Regions from separate parts of the Mus musculus genome. Here regions 2 and 3 are each linked to region 1. The links are chromatin contacts, called in public HiChIP or PLAC-seq and promoter capture Hi-C maps. All regions are on one chromosome and are shown on one strand. The core of a region is the stretch at or near the end of the contact, and the rest is flanking DNA. Distances in the headings are between cores, read along the strand shown.

Region 1 (3,056 bases), core at 217-2,716:
ACCAGAGGTGTGTCTAATCAAGTACATAGTAGGTGCTGTCATCACATGATTCCTTCATCAAGTGATACCTAGCATCACCCACCACTGGAACAGTCTCACACCAGGTTTCTAATGTTCCTGTCTGAAAGGTAAACACTGCTGTGAAGTATTGACCACACAGAGGGTTGGAAAGAGCCCAAGCCCCTTGCAAAACCAAACTGGTTTCATTTGAGGACAATCACCACATCCCCAAGCAGGTTTCTATCCATGGGGCAGCGTAAAGAGGCAGTGTAGAGTTTCCAACTGGCCTCTGTCTCCACCGATGTGTCAGTACCTTCAAATCCCCCTGAGAGTCCGAGAGAGTAAGAGACTGAGGCAAGTCTGGCTCATTTCCATCTCCCCTGGGAAAGCACACCTGGAGAGATATCCGTGGAAAGCATGCAGCGTCTAATCTGGGCTTTTGTAACCTTCTTTCATAATTCACTTTCTTATCTACTGCCTCTGAAAGACCACTGAGAAATAGGTACAAACCGTATCAACAGAAGATCAGAACTCCATTCCCTGTGGCAAAGGCGAGTTTATACATTATAAATAGCAGAAGCAGCCGGCTTGAACCATGCTGCCAGCCACTTACCCAGTTGAGGGATTTGAATGACATCATAACCCTGGAGAGAGTATTGCTAGCCAGCTGGTATTATTTGGAATACACACTCAGACACAGACACAGACAGACACACACACTTACACACACACACATATGCATGCATGCACACATACACACAACTGTGTCTCACACACACACACACACACTCATTTATAGAGAACAATACAGCCAACGGGAAACAGTGTGTGCCTCCCATACTGCTTCCTTGGGGTCAAGGAGGTGACAGGCATCCAGCTTTGTTGAAAACTAGGATCATTTTATTTTTCAATCCATCCCAGATCTCAGCATAGCCTGATTCTCTGCACAAAGCATGACACAGTGTCCTGACAGGAGCCAGCCCACTGCTGCCTGGCCATCTATAGGTTTTAGGAAATGAGATCATTCCCCTTGCCTGGCAACTAGGACAAGGGTCACTCTATCCCCTCCACCTCCCCTTCCCCTGAGAGCTGCCTTTCGATCTAGTTTACCCTGGTCATTTCAGGGTTAACAGCATTGTGCTTCCTGGAGATAGTCTCTTCTTCCTTTTTTTGTTTTTTTTTTCCTTCAAATTTTGCATTTGCCCTAAAATATAAAGTTGCCCCCGTGTCCCACTTAGATCCTCTAATCCTGGTGAGGTGTATTAGCACACAAGTGTACCTTCAAACCCTGTGGAAAGTTAATCAGAGAACAGAGCCTATTTTTCTATGGCAGCCTCAGTATTTAATGTCTGCTAACCCTGTCAGAGACACACATTCTTTTAGGGGGGGGGGGGGTGAGTCTCTGTGCTCCAGTTTTTAAGAGCGAAGGTATGATGTTATTTGTCACGGTGCCCAAAAAAGTCCTTACTCGATAACTTTGCCAGAAGAGGGAGAGAGAGAGAAGGCGAATGTTCCCCCAGCTGTTTCCTGTCTACAGTGTCTGTGTTTTGTAGATAAATGTGAGGATTTTCTCTAAATCCCTCTTCTGCTTGCTAAATCTCACTGTCACTGCTAAATTCAGAGCAGATAGAGCCTGCGCAATGGAATAAAGTCCTCAAAATTGAAATGTGACATTGCTCTAACATCTCCCATCTCTCTGGATTTCTTTTTCGCCTCATTATCCCTGCCCACCAATTCATTTCCAGACTTTGTACTTCAGAAGCGATGGGGAAAATCAGCAGCCTTCCAACTCAATTATTTAAGATCTGCCTCTGTGACTTCTTGAAGGTAAATATCTCTTACTTTTTTTTTTTTTAACTCGTTGGAGAATTGTATTTAAACTGTGTACTGTTTTCTTCTGCCTAGAGTCTTTATTTGCTTTAGAATTTGCATTGTTTCAGAACTGGGGGTTATTTACAAATTGCTGAATGTGCAGTTCTGTGCGAGCTGTAAAAGGAGCTCCGGGGGATGAATGCATTTGCAGAGGTATCTGTACGGGTAGAAACTATTGCAAGGTACTTCTGCTAAAGCCTCCGCTTCCACAGGGCTTCCACACTGCCGTTTTAAGAGACTCCTTTAAATCTAGCCTATGGCTCGGGGCGAGAAAGATGACTATAAACTCGGGAGTGCTTCTCTCTCACAGGTGCAGGCGTTGGCTTTTTCAGAGCATGTTCTTGTGTCTGTGTCTATGTATGTGTGTGATTTGTCAGGACTTTATTTACGAGGCATGTCACAGATTAAAAGTTACATTTTAGATGATAGGAAGGCTTTTAAAAAATGCTTTTTTCTTTCTTTTTTTTTGGAGCCAAGAATCGGGAATTCTTTGCACTTCTGCCCAGAAAGTCAAAGTTAGGGGAAGTTTAATTTGCTTTTCTGTAAAAGCTCTTAGACAACTTGCTGTCTTTGCATATTCAGAAATTTTAAACAGATACAGGCTGTGCTCAGAAAGCAGGAGCTTACTGGCGGCTGCTTGTCCAACTTTTCTCTTTGGAAGGGGACTTTCGTGACTGAGCTGGGGTTTGAATTTTGGTTTAAGGCTCTGCTCTTAGACTCACCGCGCGGCGCGGCAAGGCAAAGCCTCTTTAGGTGAATCGGCTGCTGCTTGCCCCTGCTGCTGCTGTGCTGCCTCTGTCACTTGCCTCTGGCTCTGTCGCTCGCCCCTGCCGCTGCTGCTGCTGCTGCTGCTGCTGCTGCTGCTGCTGCTGCTGCCGTTTGCCCCTGCCGCTGTCTATGTTCTGCCTTCTCCTTTTGATCACTGGCCCTACTTCAAGTTTCCATTCTCAGCAAAATTATATCCTTCCAGACTTGTGTTTTTTCAATTTGCAAGCACTTCTAAGCCGCTGTCACCGGCTCCTTGGAGGCAGTTGCCGGAGGGCTTAATTCATAAAAGATCCCAGTCAAAGAGTGCAGCGGGTTTTTTTTTGTGCTGCATTCAAATGCTTCATCGCTATGAGTTTTTCTTAGGCAAGTAAGTGGCTTGGGACTTCGGGAGACAACCTTGTCAAGCACCTAATTGT
Region 2 (3,056 bases), core at 337-2,836, 170 kb before region 1:
CCTCAGGAGGGACCTCCCCCTTCTCAGAAGTGGTCAGGATGTGAAGTGAATACATAAATAAATTAATGAGGGAAAACAAAAGAAAACTACCTCTCAGATTTTCAACAGCTGTCAATTGCCAGCTGCTGCTCCCCTAGGGTTGGGACATCTTACTCATCTCACCTTTCCATGCTGGGATTTTGACTGCCTTCAGTTTGCAAGGGGCTTGTGTATGTATCAACAGCCACTGCTTACTCATATGTGCAGTTGCTCTGTGTATCTGAAACAATTGTTCTCCTACTGATGACTCTACATTCTTTTGGCCCCCTTTTCCAAAATGACCCTTAAGCCTTAGGAGGATGGGATGTAACTGTGACATAGATGTCCCATTTAGGTCTGAGCACTCCATAATCTCTTACTCTTTGTACCCTGTCCACTTTTTGATCTCTGTGTCACAAACGGAAGCTTCTCTAATAAGGAGTGTAACGTTCTAACCTCTGTGTATAACAGGGAGTCATTGGGAATTGGTTTGATATTCTGTCCCTGTAGCAGAATAACGGTCGCACGTGCTCTCATAGGGCCTATGGCCCATCTAGCCGCAGGTGATTCAACATTATTTTAATAATCTTATAATAATTTAAAAGTGGTAACTTAATCATTAGTTAGGCATTCTGATTATAATTGCTGCTATTCAGGTATTTTAAGGGACATGTTGTTTTCTTAAGAACAATTTTCAAGAATGGAATGATTAGATATAAGTTATGCCTGAGTTTAAAGTTTTATAATATATCTACATATTATATACTATATATGAATTATATTATTTTGATTAAGCACCTTTTGAATTCCTCATAGAAGTATTCCCCAAGTCTTCCTGAAGGTTTTCTTCTGGAAATAGGAAACTTTTCTTTGCTAGCTTACATTTTTCTCTTTAATACTTTCAAACGTATTAGCTTCATAAATGGTTCCATGCTTCATTGTTTTAAAGATAACAAAAGAGTAGATAAGAGGGGCCATTTCCCCAGGATCACAAAACTAAGAGCTAACATGTAGCCGAATCAGAGCCACCTCAGGAAAGTCCTCTAACGTAGGGCTAGTGCTTTTCCATCTTTCCTACTTCTCCTTTTCAGATAAAGAAACTAATATCGAGTATATTGGTCAGACATAGTCACTTCAGTGAAATACTTGACCCAGACTACTGCTGAAGAACATAGTTTATTTTCTCCACAGTTTTCTAGGTTCAAGGGTGTGGAGCCTGCCTTAGGTAAGTTTTGATGAGCCCCCGTAACAAATTGTGAATTGTGGGATGGTAATGGCAAGAGTTATACATTAGAGTAAGGCAGTCACAATCTTATCCAGGAAGGAGAGAGAAGGAGAGATCAGGGAGAAAGAGGGCAGAGAAAGAAAGACATGTTCCTTTTAATAACCATCTTCTTATAAAAATGGCCAAGGACTCATAGGAAATCACTTAAGTTCTTTTTGTGAACATATCTCCAGGGATCCAATGACCTCCTATTACTTACCACATCTTCAGAGCTCCCTCATCTCCCATTGATGGTGCCCTGGGCACCAAGCCTCCCTCCACTAGGGGACACTGAAGTCATATGCAAACCATGGCAGCTAAAAAACTCTAAAAGGAACTTGACAAATCCAACACAAGTCAAATAATAGACACAGTCCCACAATTCTTTTAGAAAATGGTAGCCTACTCAAGATTCATCTGCAATAGCAAACATCTAGAAGCAATCTGAAAAACTAATCAGATACAAGAATAAGCTGAAACATTGTAACTATCATGAATGACTGTGTAAATGAGTGACAGGAGTAACTATTGAACTGGGGGCTGGAGAGAGCCTGCTGGAGTAGTTTGAACTTCTCCCAGTATCTATTCCAAGTTTACCTGTATTGCTTCCTCGCTCAAGAAGTCACCATGGCACTTGCATCTACCCTCAAAGAAAGGACAATAAAAAGCACATCCATCCATATGTGAGGGAGAGGTGAGCTACCTCTGCCATACCCCTCACCATCTATGGCAGGTTCTGAGAGCTGCCTCTGTCCCCAAGAGCCTGCCCAGCCCCTTGCCTGATGCGACATAAGAGCCATATACCTGGCATGATCAGTACAACAGAGCTGACCCTGCAGGTGTGGGCACCAATGAGCCATCCTGAGGGCATGACAGCAGGAAAGCCCCTCTGCCCCTTGCTATCATCATTGGTTGAGCTAGCCAAGTCATTGCTGGAGATCTCACCCTAGTGGTATGGGTATAGAACTGGCTGGCTGATCAGCTTAGCTACCATTCAGGCCCAGATTCGGGGCTTTGAGTTGGCCCACCCTAAACATCTACCTCATTTATGAACTGCTTGAGTGCATGGAGGGTCTGGTCCTACAGATCCAAAGATGCAGGATCTCCATGACACAAGGCAACAATGGGATATGGAAGAGGAATCACAGATCCAGTATTATCCAGTATTGATAGTGTAGTAGAAGCCAGAGGCCTCAAACCAAACCAATGGCTCATTGTGATGAATATTTGCTAGCAAAGAGGTGTGGACCAAAGGGTATACTTTAGGACACACTGTGTGACACAGCACAGATTTCACAAGATTTTTTTTTCTTTTGGGGGGAGGTTGCAAGGGTAAAGGTGGGTACAAAGGGACAGGGAGATGGATGAGTGGGATTGGGGCACATGATGTGAAATAAGTCCACATATTCCAATGACAAAAGAATACTGAGGAGAGAGAGCGCTTGTAGGTCTCAAGCAGGGGTTGTGTTTATATTGTTTTCTCACTGGAAAAAAATCTGTTCTTAGAACATCTTCTACATTCAATTGTTTTTCCAACTTTCTATCTAAAATTCATTTAGTTATAATGTCTGCCCACACATATAAATTAAAACAAATACCTAAATAAATATCATAAAAGTACACTAAGCAATACCAAGAGACTTGACTAACTCGGAGTTTTGAAAGAAAGGAAGGAAGGCAGTGCTCAGATTGTCTACACTCACATGAGCATCACAAACCTTTCTGTTGTGAGGTATATAAACATGGGCACCGATGCTCTCATCCAGGTGCTTGA
Region 3 (3,056 bases), core at 413-2,912, 150 kb before region 1:
AAGATGTCCCCAGAGACCATCCCATGATGGATTCTTAATATAATTGACTAAATCAGTGGATGGAGGAAGGAAGAGAGAAATGTACATTGTTTCAGACTTGACTTGATTAGACACTTGGGAAGTTCTGCAGATTACAAGGAAAGCGTTGTCATCCCATTCCCTGGTGAGGCAGCATAGGAGAGAGCTAAGGAGATTTGTCCAGCATCACTAAACTAACCTGAAACCATTTGGTCTTTCCTATGTCTGCCCCAGTTCCCAAATGATACAGAGACTTTTATTAATTAGTTAATGCCTAGGCATTAAGCTAGATTTATTCTCCAGACTTCCTGTTTCAGTGGTGACTTTTTCCACGTCTGACTCCTTCCAGAGTCTGTCTCTCTCTCTCTCTCTCTCTCTCTCTCTCTCTCTCTCTCTCTCTTTCTCTCTCTCTCTCTCCCTCCCTCTCTTTCTGCTAGATATCCCACCTATTTTTCCTGCTTTGCTATAGGCCATTCAGCTCTTTATTGACAGGTGGTGCTTTAAAAAGTCCATGAGCATTTATTACTATACTAATCATGGTGAGGTCAGGACTTGATTCCCAACAACTCAAAGCCATACAGTCCATAGCTCCTGAATACAAAATAAAAGTGTATTCAACTAGGAAAAAAAAAAGAGTAACAGATGATTGACATCCTGCAATGTTCCTTTATTTAAATATTTGTTTATTTGTATGTGTATACATCCGTGTCCGTGTGAGAGTATACCATATGAGTGTTGGTGTCAAAGGTCAGAACAGAGCAGGGGGTTTCCTGGAGCTGGAGCTACAGATAGTTGTGAGCTAGCTGAGTTGTGAGCTCGCTGACCTGAGTGCTGGGAACCAATCCGTAGTTCTTTGGATGAACAGGGAGTGCTCTTAACCACTGCAACTACTCTCTGGTCCCTGCAATGGTCTGAATGACAGGATGAAGGAGCAGTAGTGAACAGGAGACACTTAATGGAAATCAAAGACATGGCGTCCAAATATGGGACTCACTCACCAACTCCCTCCCTGAGGACTGAAGAATGAGTTAACTTGTCATGAATGCCTCCATTGCTAATATGTCCTAAGTGTGGCTTCTTGACTGTCAACATTAGCACTATGATGGAATTTTCTGGAGTCCTACTTGTGCTAGAAAAGGCTTGGATGCTACCCTATAACGAGCGATTTTAGCTCTGTAGGTAATTCTAATGTGTAAGTTTGAGGATGATTTGGTTCCTTGTTGATTATTCCCATCTGAGTCTGGGAATTACTTTCTGTCCACCCCCCCCACCCCCCCCAGGGTCTTCCAAGAATCACTCCTGCATCCTGTTCTCTGCCATTCCTTCTTGCGCACGCAGGAGTGTTAGCTTCTTAATGACAATATTCATCTTGCTCCACATGCTTACCCCCTGGGCTAGATGATCTACTGAGGTTTTCGAAGCTAGCAACACAGAGGATTCTTCAGGGCACTGCAGCTGAGCAGATGGCCCCACGCAAGGCAAAGGAGGAGGTTTGCCTATGAGCCTCCTCCCACCACAAGCCAAAGCCCGAAGTGAAGTGAGGACACAGGCCATTAGCCAACTCTGGGTTCCAGCCCTAGGAGGTCTTTGATGTTCTCTCCTTGCTGTCTGGGGTCCCTGTTTTCAAGAATTTATCAGAATGACCCAGACTTAGCAAACTTGCTCTATGTACCTTGGACAGAATATCCGCTGAGTCAATCCTGTGAGGAGACTTGGATTGTCAGCCTAAAAACCTGTTTATAGCTGAACTTCCTTTGGCAAGGTGATATCAGATGCAAAAAATAACATCATCAGTTTGGCACAGGCAGGTTCTTTCTCGGCATTCCCATTAGGTAGGTAGCCGATGCAAGAGAATTAACAAATATCAAAGACCTTCTTGCTGAATCTGTTTCCCTCCCCTCTTCTCTTCCAAATTTCCACCCCTGAGGCATTATAAGAAGATGAGTTGCCCACACTCTACAAATCCTGACACAGTTAATGAAAGTCCTCAAGGCTGGTTCAGTTGCTGGTTTCTGGTATGTTTTCCCCTGTTTAAGCACCTACAATCTACTGTTTGTTGATACTCATGGCTAAGTCCCCCCCCACCCCAAATTACTTAACTCCTGACCTTTGCATCTTTACTTTTCTCCCTGTCTAGGATCTTCAAGTTACAAAAGCAGAGTAAGTCAGCTGAGATACGGTTGAGTAAGATAAGACAAATATATTAGTGTCCACTAAAGACAGCAGGCAAAGGTCCTGACTGATGTCATGAGACTTGGGTTCCTGCCAGAGCTTTGCCACTGGTGACACGCTGGGAGATTGTAGCAGGTTACCTCCCCAGTGTGGGTCAGTACAAAACAAAGATTGAAGCAAAACAGATCTCTGGGCTGTTTTCCAACTCTTTGATACTGTAACTAAGCAGACATGACACAGTTATGTTCTATTTGGGGACATTAGTGTCCTTGTTTGGAAGCTCAGGTTTAGGACGGACAGCAGGTAGGCTTCAACTTTGTTCTTAACCAGAATGTAAAAAGGTGTGCCATGGGTTTGGCAGGAAGAAGTGGGAGGGTCAGTTACTCACTTCTACAGAGCCTTGTTCATTGCTTTGGGTCTCTTTCATCATTAGCAATAGTTTTATACGCATTCATTTTATTGTGTTTATGTTGCTAGAATGTAAATGTCATCATATCATAACGTGGAGTTTTGTGTCGATGCTTGGTACAGGTGCTTTGATAATATTTGTTGAATAGTTGAATATACTGAAATAGCTAAAGGATACAGCCAGAACAATTAGGCAATGAATGAATGCCCCCTCTCGTCCTGAATTCAGAAGATTTGCGAAGCACCTCACTCCAGGTGTTCTCTAATAGCCCTTGGTAACCCTGATGCTTATTTTCTCTAAGACAGACAACAGTACTTAAGCTCCATGGGAAGGGGACATTTGGTGCTAGGAGGAGGAATTTTTCTGGCATTCAATGAACAATTCTTTGGAATATTATTTTTTAATGTGTTTTTTCCTCAGTGGGGGCTTAAAGAGGGACAATTAGCTTGAGAAAATA

The links. Promoter capture Hi-C pulls out the DNA fragments that hold promoters and counts their contacts. HiChIP or PLAC-seq counts read pairs in DNA pulled down with a chosen protein or histone mark.
Region 2: an H3K4me3 HiChIP or PLAC-seq map of bone marrow-derived macrophages shows a contact between it and region 1, with 7 times the contacts expected there. The contact joins the enhancer-like site here to the promoter of Igf1 in region 1. A contact is called at or near these places in 10 of 39 promoter capture datasets (the 3T3-L1 cell line, 3T3-L1-derived adipocytes, cancer-associated fibroblasts and 6 more), 1 of 15 datasets of contacts at CTCF or cohesin (the NIH/3T3 cell line), 33 of 484 Hi-C or Micro-C datasets (the AML12 cell line, the BV-2 cell line, the C2C12 cell line and 17 more), 15 of 115 datasets of contacts at active chromatin or transcription factors (VIP interneurons, bone marrow-derived dendritic cells, bone marrow-derived macrophages and 6 more) and 6 of 9 other capture datasets (adipose tissue, bone marrow-derived macrophages, embryonic stem cells and 3 more).
Region 3: a contact with region 1 is called in a promoter capture Hi-C map of liver. The contact joins the enhancer-like site here to the promoter of Igf1 in region 1. A contact is called at or near these places in 11 of 39 promoter capture datasets (the 3T3-L1 cell line, 3T3-L1-derived adipocytes, cranial neural crest and 6 more), 12 of 484 Hi-C or Micro-C datasets (Sertoli cells, beige adipocytes, bone marrow-derived macrophages and 4 more), 3 of 115 datasets of contacts at active chromatin or transcription factors (VIP interneurons and liver) and 4 of 9 other capture datasets (adipose tissue, embryonic tail, liver and 1 more).

Annotation. Positions count from the first base shown.
Region 1 is chr10:87,857,586-87,860,641 of GRCm38.p6, forward strand. Igf1 (insulin-like growth factor 1) reads left to right here and starts at 1,467. Exons shown (of 4, transcript NM_001111275.2): 1 at 1,467-1,827. The coding sequence starts at 1,765. The region is part of intron 1 of Igf1os (a long non-coding RNA gene); the gene reads right to left.
Region 2 is chr10:87,689,460-87,692,515 of GRCm38.p6, forward strand. No RefSeq gene overlaps it. Among named protein-coding and RNA genes, the nearest start is that of Gm30073, 110 kb to the right of the region's middle. Within about 2 kb of position 1,587, at least 4 of the 459 cell types and tissues checked have an H3K27ac peak or open chromatin away from gene starts, as enhancers often do. A contact at or near this core is called in adipose tissue and bone marrow-derived macrophages, where this site is marked.
Region 3 is chr10:87,709,694-87,712,749 of GRCm38.p6, forward strand. No RefSeq gene overlaps it. Among named protein-coding and RNA genes, the nearest start is that of Gm30073, 87 kb to the right of the region's middle. Within about 2 kb of position 1,663, at least 15 of the 459 cell types and tissues checked have an H3K27ac peak or open chromatin away from gene starts, as enhancers often do. A contact at or near this core is called in Sertoli cells, adipose tissue and liver, where this site is marked.